2 separate regions of the Anas platyrhynchos genome follow, and region 1 is linked to region 2. A link is a contact called in public Hi-C data. All regions are on one chromosome and are shown on one strand. Each heading gives the region's core, a stretch centred on a gene start, on an enhancer-like site or on the middle of the called end of the contact. The rest is flanking DNA. Distances are from core to core; before and after follow the strand shown. Region 1 overlaps MBNL1 (muscleblind like splicing regulator 1). Region 2 has its middle 21 kb from the start of SUCNR1.

Evidence for each region. Hi-C and Micro-C count contacts between places; a contact is called where the count stands out from the background.
Region 1: a Hi-C map of liver shows a contact between it and region 2, with 1.9 times the contacts expected there. The contact joins two enhancer-like sites. A contact is called at or near these places in 2 of 8 Hi-C or Micro-C datasets (liver and skeletal muscle).

Annotation. Positions count from the first base shown.
Region 1 is chr9:829,473-835,567 of IASCAAS_PekinDuck_T2T, forward strand. It overlaps MBNL1 (muscleblind like splicing regulator 1), which reads left to right. Exons shown (of 10, transcript XM_027464637.3): 3 at 1,011-1,211. Among named protein-coding and RNA genes, the nearest start is that of P2RY1, 45 kb to the right of the region's middle. Within about 2 kb of position 2,184, at least 6 of the 8 cell types and tissues checked have an H3K27ac peak or open chromatin away from gene starts, as enhancers often do.
Region 2 is chr9:760,119-766,606 of IASCAAS_PekinDuck_T2T, forward strand. No RefSeq gene overlaps it. Among named protein-coding and RNA genes, the nearest start is that of SUCNR1, 21 kb to the left of the region's middle. Within about 2 kb of position 1,658, at least 2 of the 8 cell types and tissues checked have an H3K27ac peak or open chromatin away from gene starts, as enhancers often do.

The DNA of each region.
Region 1 (6,095 bases), core at 934-3,433, 70 kb after region 2:
CACAACAATGCAAATTACGGTTAATTGATAGTGCAGTTAATAATACTACTTTAATTCCTGTAAAAATTCCCTTTTTTTGTTGTTCACATGGATGAAAAGGCAAACACGCTAAAGAAACTACTCCCATTTACACAAATTTCAGGCTTTTTTTTCTCCTGTAACCTTTGCATGTGTTTTTGTCCAGTGTTTCCAATGGACTTGCTCCCTGCTTCCAAACAATTCAGTCATTTCCTCAGAAACACGAAAACATGTGGTGCTGTGTGCTGTCTGGCTGAACGAGATAGGAAACAGCAAAAGATCTGCATTAACTTCGTTGTTGTTTTTCACTCTAAAAATTACTTTGGAAGAAAAATCTAAATGCCTTGAGTAACTACTTTATTTAGATACTGAAGATAAACACTCTGGCCGAAGTTTAATTTGGCAATTGCTCTGCTAGCACAGTGCCTCTGGATTCGGAGGGGCAGAAGCAGGATTTAACCTTCACTGCAGTGCACCAGCGCTGCACTGGGGCTTACAGCACCGCTCGGTCTCCATCTAATTATCTTCACAACATGTGACAGCCTGCAAGGGCAGCTGGTTCTTTTTTTAAAACAAACAAACAAACAAACAAAGAAAAGCCCACAGTATTTGCATGGCCTCTCTCTGGCTCAAAGATTTAGTCTAAATAAAGCATCCCCCGGTGCTTCTTTGCGGTGTCTGCACGGCCAGCCCGCCCGATTTTATAAAAATAACGGGTTGCAACCTCCTGCTCTTGTTCCCGTGCGGAACATCCGCAGCCTGTGAGCTGGGGCAGGTTGGGATCAGGGTGGGAAGTGCCCTTGTCCTTGGTGTGGGGTGCGTGTGGCTTGGCGGTGTGGTGGGGCCCTGGTGCAGGCTGCTCTCGCACCGAGGGGCTGCCTGCGCGTTTCGGATGCGCTTTGCCATCTGAGGGTGATGGCCAAGGGGTTGTGCTGCTGGCAGCACGGTGGGTACGGGTGTTTAAGTGCCTTTCTCCTTTTCTCTGATTGCAGCCGATGTTCTCAGTCGCGCCCAGCTTAGCCACCAACGCCTCGGCCGCCTTCAACCCCTACCTGGGGCCCGTGTCCCCGGGGCTGGTCCCGGCGGAGATCCTGCCCACCGCCCCCATGCTGGTGGCGGGCAACCCCGGCGTCCCGGTCCCTGCCGCCGCTGCCGCTGCCGCCCAGAAGCTCATGAGGACAGACAGGCTGGAGGTAGGAGCCGCCAGGCACGATTTACCCTCACGAGTTATCTCCTGTATTGTGTCTCCTGGACAGACGATGTGTTGCTTGTGAAAGAAAACAGCGCGAGCTTCCCCGGAGCCGGTAACGCCCTGTCTTGGCAATGGAGGGGGCGTGCCACCACGGCTCATGCTTGCAGCTCTGCTCCTGGCCCTGCATCTCAGAAGGAAGCGGGAGCACTGAGGGATGGCCGTGGTAGCTGCAGGGGCGCCCCGAGACTGCATTTGTGTGTCCAGCAGCTGCTAACGAGCGGGCCGGGTAACGAGCGCCGGGAGCTGGTGCGAGGGCCGTGCTGCAGCCGCCCGGGGGGGAGCTCGCTTGCAGCCTCTGGCATGTTTGTGCTCTGGCCACATGCTGCTGGCACTCCCCCCGCGGCCTCCCGCGCCTTGTTTATCATCCTTCGCTACAGCCCTGACAAGTGCTAGTCCTCGCTAGCTGTTACTCTCCCTTGCCCTGAATCTCTCTTATCGGGAAGGCCTGGCCGTGTTTTCGGCACCGTATCAGCGCTGCGGCAGCGAGGGCTCGTGGCCAGGCAGTGCCACGCGCTCGGGAGCGCGGCGAGCTGGGCGCTGGGCAGCCTGGTGCTGCTGTCCCTGCTCTGTGAGCGCCGTGCATCGGGCCTGGCGTGGGGTCAGGGCCCGGCCACTCTCAGGGACCTCGGGTCCTTGTGGGGACAGCAGCGGGGCCTGGGGGCGCGCTGTGGGGCCGGGTTCCTGGAGATGGTCCCTGAGCACACAGGGAGCACGGTGGGAGGAGCAACAGGGATCTGTCAAAATGCAGCCGGTCAGTGGTAGGGCTCTTCTCACACTGCAGCAGTAGGGTCTGTGTGTGCTTACAAGGGAAATTCATTGCTTTTTCTCGGTGTTTTCATCCCCGGCTGAGGAGCTGGGCAGCAGGCTGCAGGCAGGCAGGAGCGTGGGGCAGGGCCGGGCAGCGAGCCCTCCCAGCACCGCCACCACTATTCTCGGAGCTTACATCAGCGCAGGTTCCCCTTCCGCGGGATCGCATCACTTCCCCTTTTAGAGTTGTTTTCTCCGAGGAAAGAGTTTCCCAAAGCGTGTTCAGGTTACAGGAGGCCCAGCCTCCCCGAGCAGACAGCCTCGGGGCTGCCTGCTGCCCGCGGAGCCAAGGCTGTGCTGGCCTCAGGCTGTGACTGAGATGTGTGGGGAGCTACTGGATGCTGGGCTGCGGCAGGGGAACCTCCACGTGTGGGATTTGGTCCTCCAGGGGCTCTGTGCTGTCCCTGTGCAGCTGCTCGGGGAAATGCTCGACTGCAGAGCCAGGCTGCTCTGCACACGGGGGAGCTGTGAGCGGTGCTCTCACAGCACACCCAGAGGCACGGTCTGCAGTAAGAAGAGGTTTTAACAACCAGAAAAAGCCCGCAAAAAGCCCCTCCTGAAGGAGGGCTGTCCCTGCCCGCTCTGCTTTCAGCCCTGCCTTTCCGACAGGGCCTTCCCCTGGCTGTGCCCAAGCTGTGCGATCACTCACAGACATCCAGCTTCATCCCCCTCCCAGCTGCTCAGCTTCGCTGTTTGTTTTGGCTGGGATCGGGAGCACATTGCAGTTTACCCAGCAGCTCTGCGATTCCACACGGAACCGCTCGTACAAAAATAGTGCCTGTTGCGGGCGGGGGGGCTTCTCCTCCTCCTGTTCTCCCCGCAGCAAATGCAGTTTAAGCAGTTCGATACGCAGGTGAGAAGATAATTGGCCAGTGCTTTGCAGTGCTCAGTCATTTAATCAGAGGTCTCTAGATTTAGGGCATAGTTCTTATCTATCTTATCTAATAAGGCCATAGTTCTTATGAACAACAAATCATTCGTATAGTTTTTTGATTACAAAAGTGCAAAACTGATTTGCAGGATTTTATGTGGACTGCCCCTCACCTCTCCGAGGGGGCGTGCTCTGCCTGCCACGTAGCTACCTGCTCTTGAAGAGGGCTCGCTGCTGTTTGTTATTGCAGGACTGCAGAGCTTTATATGGCTTAGCTCTCCCTGCCTTGGAATGAACTGTCCCCTGAAAAAAAATAACTGCAGTGATGTTAGTAGCTAATCTTGGAATATGATTTGTTCTGTTTAGAATTTTAAACGCTTATTTTCAAGAATAAAGTACCGGGTCCTTAATTAAATTAGCACGCGTGTTCTGGGCTACTGAAGCAGACCAACACGCAGCTAACATCTCGCTATACATGTAGCAGGGCTTTAAGGCAGGCAGCACAGACCAGGCGCTGAGCCTGGTGTCCTGAGCAGCTCTGAGTGCTCGCGGGATGGCTGCTCACTGCCCCGAGCAGCGGGATGCAGCTCACAAGCACTGGGACCGTGCTGGTAGCGCGCTGGTGCCTGGGTGTTCGGTGTGCTCAGGCACTCCCCTACGGCACCTGGGTCTCAGGGTGGGAACTTTGAGGGTTCAGGCTTTTCCTGCAGCTTTCTTCACATTCCTCCCCTGCCAGAAATACCGTGAACAAAAATACGGCTCCTCTCGTGAACTAGAGGGGAACCCGCAAGGGACGAGGAAGTGAGAGAGAAAGGCGTTGCGTGTTGGGTTGCTTTGGGAGCACGTTTCCCTTCGCATGCCGCCCTTTGCTGTTAGAAGTATTCGAGAGTCAAGACTGCTGCAATCAAGCTGCTGTTTCCTGCGTGATTCGTATGTGCCATTTTGTTGCCAGCAGGCAGAATGTACTGGCTAACAGCATACTTGTGCTGAATTCAGTGCAAAGGAGGCAAAAGGTGGAACTTGCTCGGGAAAGGCCAGGGATGTCACCCTGTGTTCATGTGCCCTGGCCAAGCCTCGTCCAGCTCTGGGCGAGTGGCTCAGCCACGGCCGAGGTTTCGGGGCAGTTGTCTCTCCGCCAGGGTGGGCAGCTGGGATCCCAGCAGGGCAATCAAAATAAACCCGGCCCCAAATTAGAACAAGTGAAGTTCACGGTGATGCCTGGCTGATCCTGCAGGGCCGGTTCCATTCCCTAACTCAGCAGTTCGGCCCGGCATCATGCGGTCATTCCAGCTTCTTAGGTTCAGTTTGTGCTCCTTAGCTGCTGTTACGCTTCTTCCCTTACCAAGTGGAAAATTGTGATACTAATTACAGGGCTACAAATAAACAAACAAATAAACACTCTCTGGATCTGAAAGGCTAGAGCACATATCATGCTTCCGTGCCTCTGTCTGCTCAAGCAGATGAATGATATATTGCTGCCTGCCTGTGGCAAGAGCTAACACCATCTTCAGCGCTTGCTTGTAAGCAAACAAGAATTGCAAACACTCTTGGCTAGCATCACAGTGCTTCAAAAGCCATCGCAGGTCATGCTGATTAAAAGGACTAGCGGTTTTATGGTTTGTGTCTGCTGTGAGCCATCACTCAGATCTGCTCAAGACCTCTGTGAGAGAGCCATTCATTGCTTTATCTCAGCCCACACAACTGCCCTGTGAAAATGTGCTCTGTGTGGGCCAGAGTTTATCTGCCGAACTGTTTCAGTTCTCTGGGCAGTTTTCTTGGCTTTTAACTGGGATAAAATCGCCTTACCTCGGCATGTGTTCTCTTTCTCCGCCTCTCTGTGTGTGTGTGTATCTATGCATACTAATTTACTTTTATCATCTTTGGCTTATTAATTGAGGAGTTCTTGGGTAGAAGACAATGATTTATTGCCGAGGAAGGATTTGTAGCAATAAAAGAGACCAAGTCGTAGTGCGGGGCTGACCAAGCTCACGTTTGGGGAAGCAGTGACCTGGCAGCTCCATTTGGTGCATGCCTGGGCATAACGAGGCAGGCAGACCAGGGGCCAGGAGTGCGCAGGGGTGATGCTAGCACACAGCTGGTCCAGGGAGCAAACTTGTATTTGGTGATGGCTCAGAGAGATGCCACCTCCTGGCCCAGCCCCTGCCGGCGTTGTGGCAGAGCGGCGCGTGGCACTGCGCGGGGACTGGGCCAGGAACTGGTCCGCCTGAGAAGTTCCCAGCAATAAAATGGTTATTTGGCCAGTCTGCCTCCCGCGTGCTACGAGAACGGCTCCACGAGCAGCAAGCCCTGAGCAGCAGGGCCGTGGGGATAAAAAGAGGAAGGGAGGTGCCTCAGCTGGCTTATTTGGCCAGTGTGTTTGCTGCCAAATATACATCCAGTCTTTGTCACCGCATGGAAAAAGGCTATAAATAGGGTCGTGCTGGAAAGGCCGTGAAGAAAGGGGTGCTCCCTGCGGGCAGGTTCACCAGTGGCATTGCTCTTGTCCTTCAGGGTGTCTGCCACAAGCCGTGGACAGCGGGCAGCTGGCACGTAGGGTGGCACAGGGGTTAAAAAGCAGCTGAAGTGCTAGCACAGAAACCAAACAACAACTGAGGTTGGTTGGTGTAGGGATCGGAGCCAAGGTTCTTGAGGAAGTGCTGATGATCCAGGCTTATGGGCACCCACCTTTAAAAGGAAATTCCACCCGCTGCAGCGGCTGTATTTTTGTACAGACGTGCTTGGTTTGGGCCCTTTCTGTTTCCTATAGCCCTTTGGAAACCAAAGTGACAAACACGTCTTGTTTGTGGTTCGTGCCTATGAAAAGAGCGTGCGTCAGTTTCTTAAACGAGGCTTTTCCAAGGCCTGCAGAGGGACCTGGTGCTGTGCGGCGGTGGCACCGCTTGTGCCGGGGCTGCCGGGCTGGAGCCGATGCGGTGGCGATGCTGCAGGTAGTGCCTGAGGCCGTGTGGGTTCCTCCTGCGCAACGTGGCTGTGCCAGGGGTGTCGGGCCTGCCCGTGCCCTCTGCCCTTCTCCCGCGGTGTTTCGGGTTGTCCTCTCGCAGCAGCCACCCGGATCGTGGGCCTGTGGGCACCGCGTGGCTGGGCAGCGCTCAGTAACCTCCGGCTCCAGGGCTTGGGGGTGTCCGA
Region 2 (6,488 bases), core at 408-2,907:
TGCCTGTGGGTTCTGGCGTGGGTCCCAGCCATGGGGAAAGCCTGGGGCAGGCGGGCAGAGCTCTTGGCCCAGCACTCCCTGCCTGAGGACATGTCCGGGGTGCCTGATGCCCCTTGGCCACGGGTGGACCCCCAGGTCCTGCGGGGGGAACAAGGGTCAGCTCTTCAAATGCCTGTTCCTGTCACAGTGCCCGCAGTTCATGCTTCTCACGTCGTGTGAGATGGAGATCTCGCAGGGATGCTTTGTTCATACGTCAGCTCACTGCTGCGTATGATTTCCTCGTCATTGCCAGAGATTTGGGTGGCTTTACTGAAATTTGCATGAAGCAAGCAATGGTACCCACAGCTACAGGTGGCTTCGCAACAGGAATGTATACAGAGTAGGAAATAATTCACTGCTAAATTGGGATTGAACGGCATGAAAACAACAACTCTTGATCTTACAAAGGCTCAGACATCAGCTTAACATCACACTGCATACTCACACGGAGGTTTTGGGAGGTGCTTTTCCTTCCCTGCTCAGGTTTGCAGGGTTGTGCAGGCAGCGTGAGGCCAGGGCACAGCTTGCCCAAGGGCAGGTGCAGCACCAGCCCACGGAGCGCGGCACTGGCGAGTCACAGGGGAGCCTCCCTGCAAAGGAATTTTGGTCTTGGCAAATACTGCTTGTTCTTGGCATGGATCAGCTGAAAGGGGAAACAAGAAGAGCACTTCTTTAGGGAGTTCTCCTGGAAAACTTCAGAGTCTTCTGTGCACGGAAAACAGAGGTGCATGGAAAGCCTGAAGGACAGTTCCTTGCAAAAATTCTGGCAGCCAGTGCTGAAACCTGATGCTGCCTTTGAGTGCCAAACACCTTTTTCCTAAGGTGTTTGAAAAATGGGATGCCTCCTCCTGTGGTAGAAGCTGTGTCTGCTTGATGGGTCCTGTGGCACAAGTGTCCCCGCCATGCCTGGTCGCACGCGTGCTGAGCAGGGTGATGTGGTGGGCACCGACCTGAGCGTTGTAATGGGGTACCGAAGGTGAATTTTTTCTTTCCTCAGACTACCTGGGAAGTTTTTTCAGCTCAGCCGCTTGCTGCTGCTGTAAGCATAGAATTTGGGCTGTTTCAAGTGCAAGCTGCAGTCTGCACGACCGATCCCCAGCGATGGGTAACGGGGGCTGCTCCGCTGGTACCCCCAGCACGGCACGGCCCTGGCAGCGGGCACAGCTCCCCTGCCCCAGTGGGGCTGGCACTGCGGGGACCCCGCCTGGCCACTCTCCATTCACGTCCCTGGGTAGCGGATCACTGGAGTCACTCATGCTTTTACAAGGTGTCATTCTGACCACAGTGGCAGCACGGAAGCTGCATTTGTATTCATCTGTCTGCAGCCGTGCTGTAGTTACTGGGAGGCAGCACGAAGCTGCCGGCACCCTGACGTAGCCGCCACGATCTGCAGCCCATGGCTCCGCTGCGCGCCGTGGTTTTGTGTTTGTTTGTGTTTTCCCGGGGGAGCCATCTGGTGTTTGCAGCTTCCCCGAAAAGCCTTCTCTGCCCGAGTGCCCCAGCAGACACTGCCTTTGGTCGCTTTCTCGCCTGCCACCCGCGGCCCTGCAGAGCGAGGCCAGGCAGCCGTGGGGCACGGGGAGCGCGGTGCTGCTGGGGCCGCCGGCTGTGGCAGCCTGTGGCTGCGGGTGCGCCCGGGTTTGCTCTGCGCAGCACGTCACTTGCTTATTCCTGAGCCTGTCTGCGTGTTGATGAGGAAGCCTTTTCTTTCATTTCTCACTTAGGCAGAAGTTTGTGATTTTTTTACAAGTAAATCTGGCAATAAAGAAGCCAAAATAGTCGTGTTAGGCTTCAGTAACTAGTAATCCATGCTTTTTTAGGGAAAAAAAAGTTACTCAGAATTCCAGGCTTCTCTTTTTTGCCTGAGCTGCTCAGCTGTCCCTCAGGGAGCAGTGTGTTCATTACCTTGCAGAGAACCTGGACCTCTTACAGGTGTCAGATGGGGTTAAATATCTTGGAAAATAAGGAAAATGAGGCGTGTGGGTGTAGCTTGGCCAGGGCAGCGGGAGCCCTGCTCTGCGCCGGGACGCAAGGAGCCACGGTCTGGGCACAGCATGTGCTGCACGGGGTCTGTGTGCTGGGAGCAGAGGGGGAGGAAAACGAGGGCTTCCATGGGGGAAATGCCTGCGCAGCATAGTGGTGCGCTAAGGCTAAAAATGAGCGTTTCTGGGCTGGCCGGAGCGATGTGTCTGATCTGTCCTGTCCGCTGCAGCGCTGTGGAGGAGGAGGCCCTCCTTTCTCGGGGCAGGCCCTCTAACGTGGGGGAATGAGCGTGCTGTCATGTTGTGTTCCCCAACCCGCTGCCTGCTGGACAGTACGGCTGTGTAACAGCTCGTAGGGGTGCACGAGAAGCCTTGCTTGATGAAATTTTTTGGTCTTCAGCGAGCTGCATGGCATACAACGAGCAGTGTACGTAATGGGAACACGGCTCTCTGGAGGCCCCATGGTAGCAGGTGCCCAAATGAACCTGCAGGTCCCATCCCAGCTGTACGCCAGCCTGGGCTGCAGAGATGGGGCGGCCCGGCTCCGGGGGCAGGACCGTCAGCACCCTGCTTCTCACCTCACGTTTTGCTTCACCTACCTGAGAATCATGAGTCATTTTAGATGGATTTAGTTCTGTAAAAGCACTTCTAAGTCAAAGCTTTACTTTATGCACCTTAGGACAAGGGTTATGCTTCAGCTCTCTCACCCAGGACCAGACACGCATCTTTCATCGTTGGTCCTGGTGTTGTTTGTGGAGCCGTTCTGTGAGGCCCTCTCCTTTGTTTTAACTTCTGTTATTTCCCAGTGTGATTTCAGTGGTGTACTCAAAGAAGCCAGAAATTAATTTTCCAGTTACCATCAGAGGTTAATACATCCTTTGTTTTCTTCCTAACTGAGCTACAATACCTTTGGGCATAGTACTTGATACAACTTGGCAAGGGAAGAAATAATATCAGAATTGACCTTGGTACCAAAATAAATAGAGGGGAATTAATGTTTAGTTATAATTATCCTGTTCTCATTAACAGTTCCTCTGATTACTGTAAAATATATGAGGTTCCAAGGAGTTTTGTGTGACTCTTGTTATATTTATGAAAATGGCTTTTCAAGACCTACAGCCTGTGCAAGCAAGAGAGACAAGCTTGCATGCTTCTTCAGATGGTTTTCAGACTGCCGTGTACACCTTGGTATTGCTATACACAAGACAAGGATCAAAATAAACAGTCTTAAATGCTTCCGATTAGCCACTTTATTCTTAGTTAGAATTACATCAAAGAGAAATCAGATCTTTTTTTTTTTTTTTTTTTTTTTTTTTTTTCTCCTGAGAGCTGCTGTATATCATTATAATGATTCAATGTGTTATATAATACACTTAAAACTGAAAGTGATCGTTTTCTGAAGCAGAATTTCTTAGCATGAAGTACTTTGATTTGATTTCTTGCACTGGACTTACATCTTACATCTTATTTTAAAGGAGGTTTCTGGTTTATACAAGCAATCTGTATATCTGTTTTAATTGACTTGCTGTCTGGATGTGTACTTTATCTTTCTGTCATTTGATTTTTCATATCTTTTATCTACTTCTAAAACGTAAGGCACAAATTTAAAAAATGCCTACGTGCTTTGGTGTATTCTGCATGTGATTTTTATCTATAGAGAAGCAGAGTTCGCCATGAACAAGACAAAACAGCCTAGAACAGCAAAAGGAAACTGGCTGAAAATGCAGAATTCAGAAGCTTGACTTATCTTGTGGGCAAGAAACATAATGTGTCTGTGACAGCCATACTTTTCGTATACTCCTCCATCATCCATCGGCTGTGTGCAGGTGGTTCAGAAGCTGGGCTCCTGCACCACTCTCTGTGCCATTGCAACAGGAGCCTGTGACGGTCACCCCTCAGCACGAGGATTTTGTGCTCATACACAACTTCCGAGGGATTTAGCAGGCCTCGCTTTGTGTTGCTGCTGACCACACACCTCAAAGGCTGGACATTGCCTTACCAGATGCACCTTTGTTTTTCCCAAAATGTCAAAATCTTTCACAACAGAGTATTCAGAGAAAAGATAGAAGCCCAGCTCTGCTGTCTTCCTTTGCACCCTGTTGATGGCACTGACACTGCTCTCGGTGATAGCCAGCATCTCTGCAGCCTTTGGGTCGGGGACAGACCAAGATGAGAACGTGCTCCAGACTTATATTCCAGATGTGAATTTATTTTCAGTTTGGAGAAGAGTTTTTGAGCCCAGCAAAAAATGCTGACCAATCTACTGGTCAGCTCATTTTCCAGCTTACGCTGGTTTCTGGACCTGCCTTTCCAGGGCAGACTGAGCCTGACAAATCGTTGGCAATTTCACTCCCACTGGAATGGAGAAGCTCGACGTTCTTGAAATGGAAATTCACAGTTGGCAACAATGGCTCTGCTTTTAATATTATCTAATAATGTGAGTTTTTTGTGAGGGAAATCTGAAAGGAATTTATTTTTATTTTTCTTCTTTAAGTCAGTGTTTCTACCTTGCTGTCATTTCTGACCTTGGAAGCAGATAGGTAAATGCACTTCACATCCATCGCTGCTGCTGCCACGGGAAGCAACTGAGTAGCAGCTTGCGGTTAGGTGGAATAAAACCTGTGCTGAGCCCAGAGGCTGAGCTCGCTGTCGTGCTGCGGGCTGGAGGCTGCAGCACTGCCCGCCCAGAGGGGGCTGAGGGGGGCTGGGCAGTGCCTTTGGACAGGCGCACGCTGCTGGAGGCACTGGTGCCTGCCAGCCGTCAGCCCTCGCTTCTGGTTGGGAAAGCAGCTCTGCCTGCGAGGCGCTCTGTGACCGTGGTGTCTTTTAAAGAATCGAATAATCTGTGTTTATGGTTTCCTACAAATTAAGCCGTTCATAGCAAGTGCCTCTGCAAGTGCAAAAAAGAGTCAGACATGGGATTAAAAATTGAATCATTCTCTAATTCATTAACTAATTCATGGTGAAATGCTGTTTTTCCTTTTCTGGTCTTAAAAGTGATTCCAAATGATTGGTTCCTCTTTTCTGCAGTGCTTTATTTCAGAGTCTGCGTGATTAGTGTAGCATTGTGTGCCTAGTGAATATTGACAGAAATCTATCTAAAGCTCATTCACTCAGATCTTGAACAGCTGCTTATTTCATGCTAATTTCTTTTACTTCTTGGGACCATTTTATGGATGGATTTTTTGTTGGTTCAGATATTCGCAAGTGCTTGTCCTTCATGGATGAAATCCTGACCTGCTTGTTGCAATCAGTGGGAATTTTGCCACCGGCTAGGATTTCACCCTGTGTAAAAATTGCGTGCTGCCAGACACCAACACGAGAAGCATATTACATGGCAGCATTTCTTCCAATGTCCCTTGCTCTGTTGTCACATTTAAAACTCAGCTTTCCATGGGCAAAGGCTTCCTGTGGTCATTGCAAAGAAATAAGCAAACAGCAGGCAGTAGATTCCTTTTTGAAGCAAAGGTGTTTTGTTTGCTGAGAGTAGACCGTGTGCCCATGCACCTACAAACTGATTTGCTGATACTGAAGACAGTGAATAATTCATTCTTCAAATGAAAGTCTTTCCCCTTCAGGTGGACTGCTGGACTCCAACACATCCAGCACTGCTTTGGAGTAAGCTAGATGGATGTTACCTCCCTGCTTACTGCCCTCGGTGCTTTGCTGGTACAACCAGGCTCCCGTGTCAGCCAGTCTTCTGCAGGGGTTGCTGACGAGGTTTTATAGTCATTTCTGTAGTTGGATTTTATCGTCATTTCTGTAGCTGGACATTCAGTTCATTCTGGAGTGAGTTACGAAACTGTGGGCAACTGTAACACACCTGGGGGTCAGCTAGGGGTATGGTGAAAGGACTCTGCTGGAGACAGCTGCGGTGCTGTGCCGCACGAGATGCAGAGGGGATCAGCCCTGCTGGAAGCTCTGACTGCTGCTCTGCAGGTGCTGCTGCCCCTGCTGCTGAGCTCTGAGCTCTCTCCAGGAGCATGGCAGCTGCACCAGGAGACCACGAGTGGGGTTCTGCTCTTTGCAGCTCCTTTGGAGCTGCAGAACCCACATTCAGCATCCTTTTGTCATCCTGAGCTTCTGCTTCCACTGTTGATCATCTCAGTTTTGTATCAATGTCCTGTTTCCCAAACCTGTTACTCAGTTGAACCCAGATGTGATATTTACCAAGTCCGACTTTTCAGTTAAAGCGATCTTTAAAACCAGGTGTAGAGTTTGACCTTCTTTTATTTATTTATTTATTTATTTATTTATTTATTTATTTATTTAATTAATTAATTTTTACTTCTTCTTTCTTTATCAATGTCTGAAGCTACCTCCCCTGGTGCTGTTTGGCACACTGAGTAATCGCCCAGCTGTGAGCAGCCGGAGCTCAGCCTCAGCCCAGTCCCCAGTGGTGCCACGTGGGGCCTTACAGCTCGTGGGGGTCTGTGTGGCCATCCCCCAGTGGCCAGCTCCATTTTC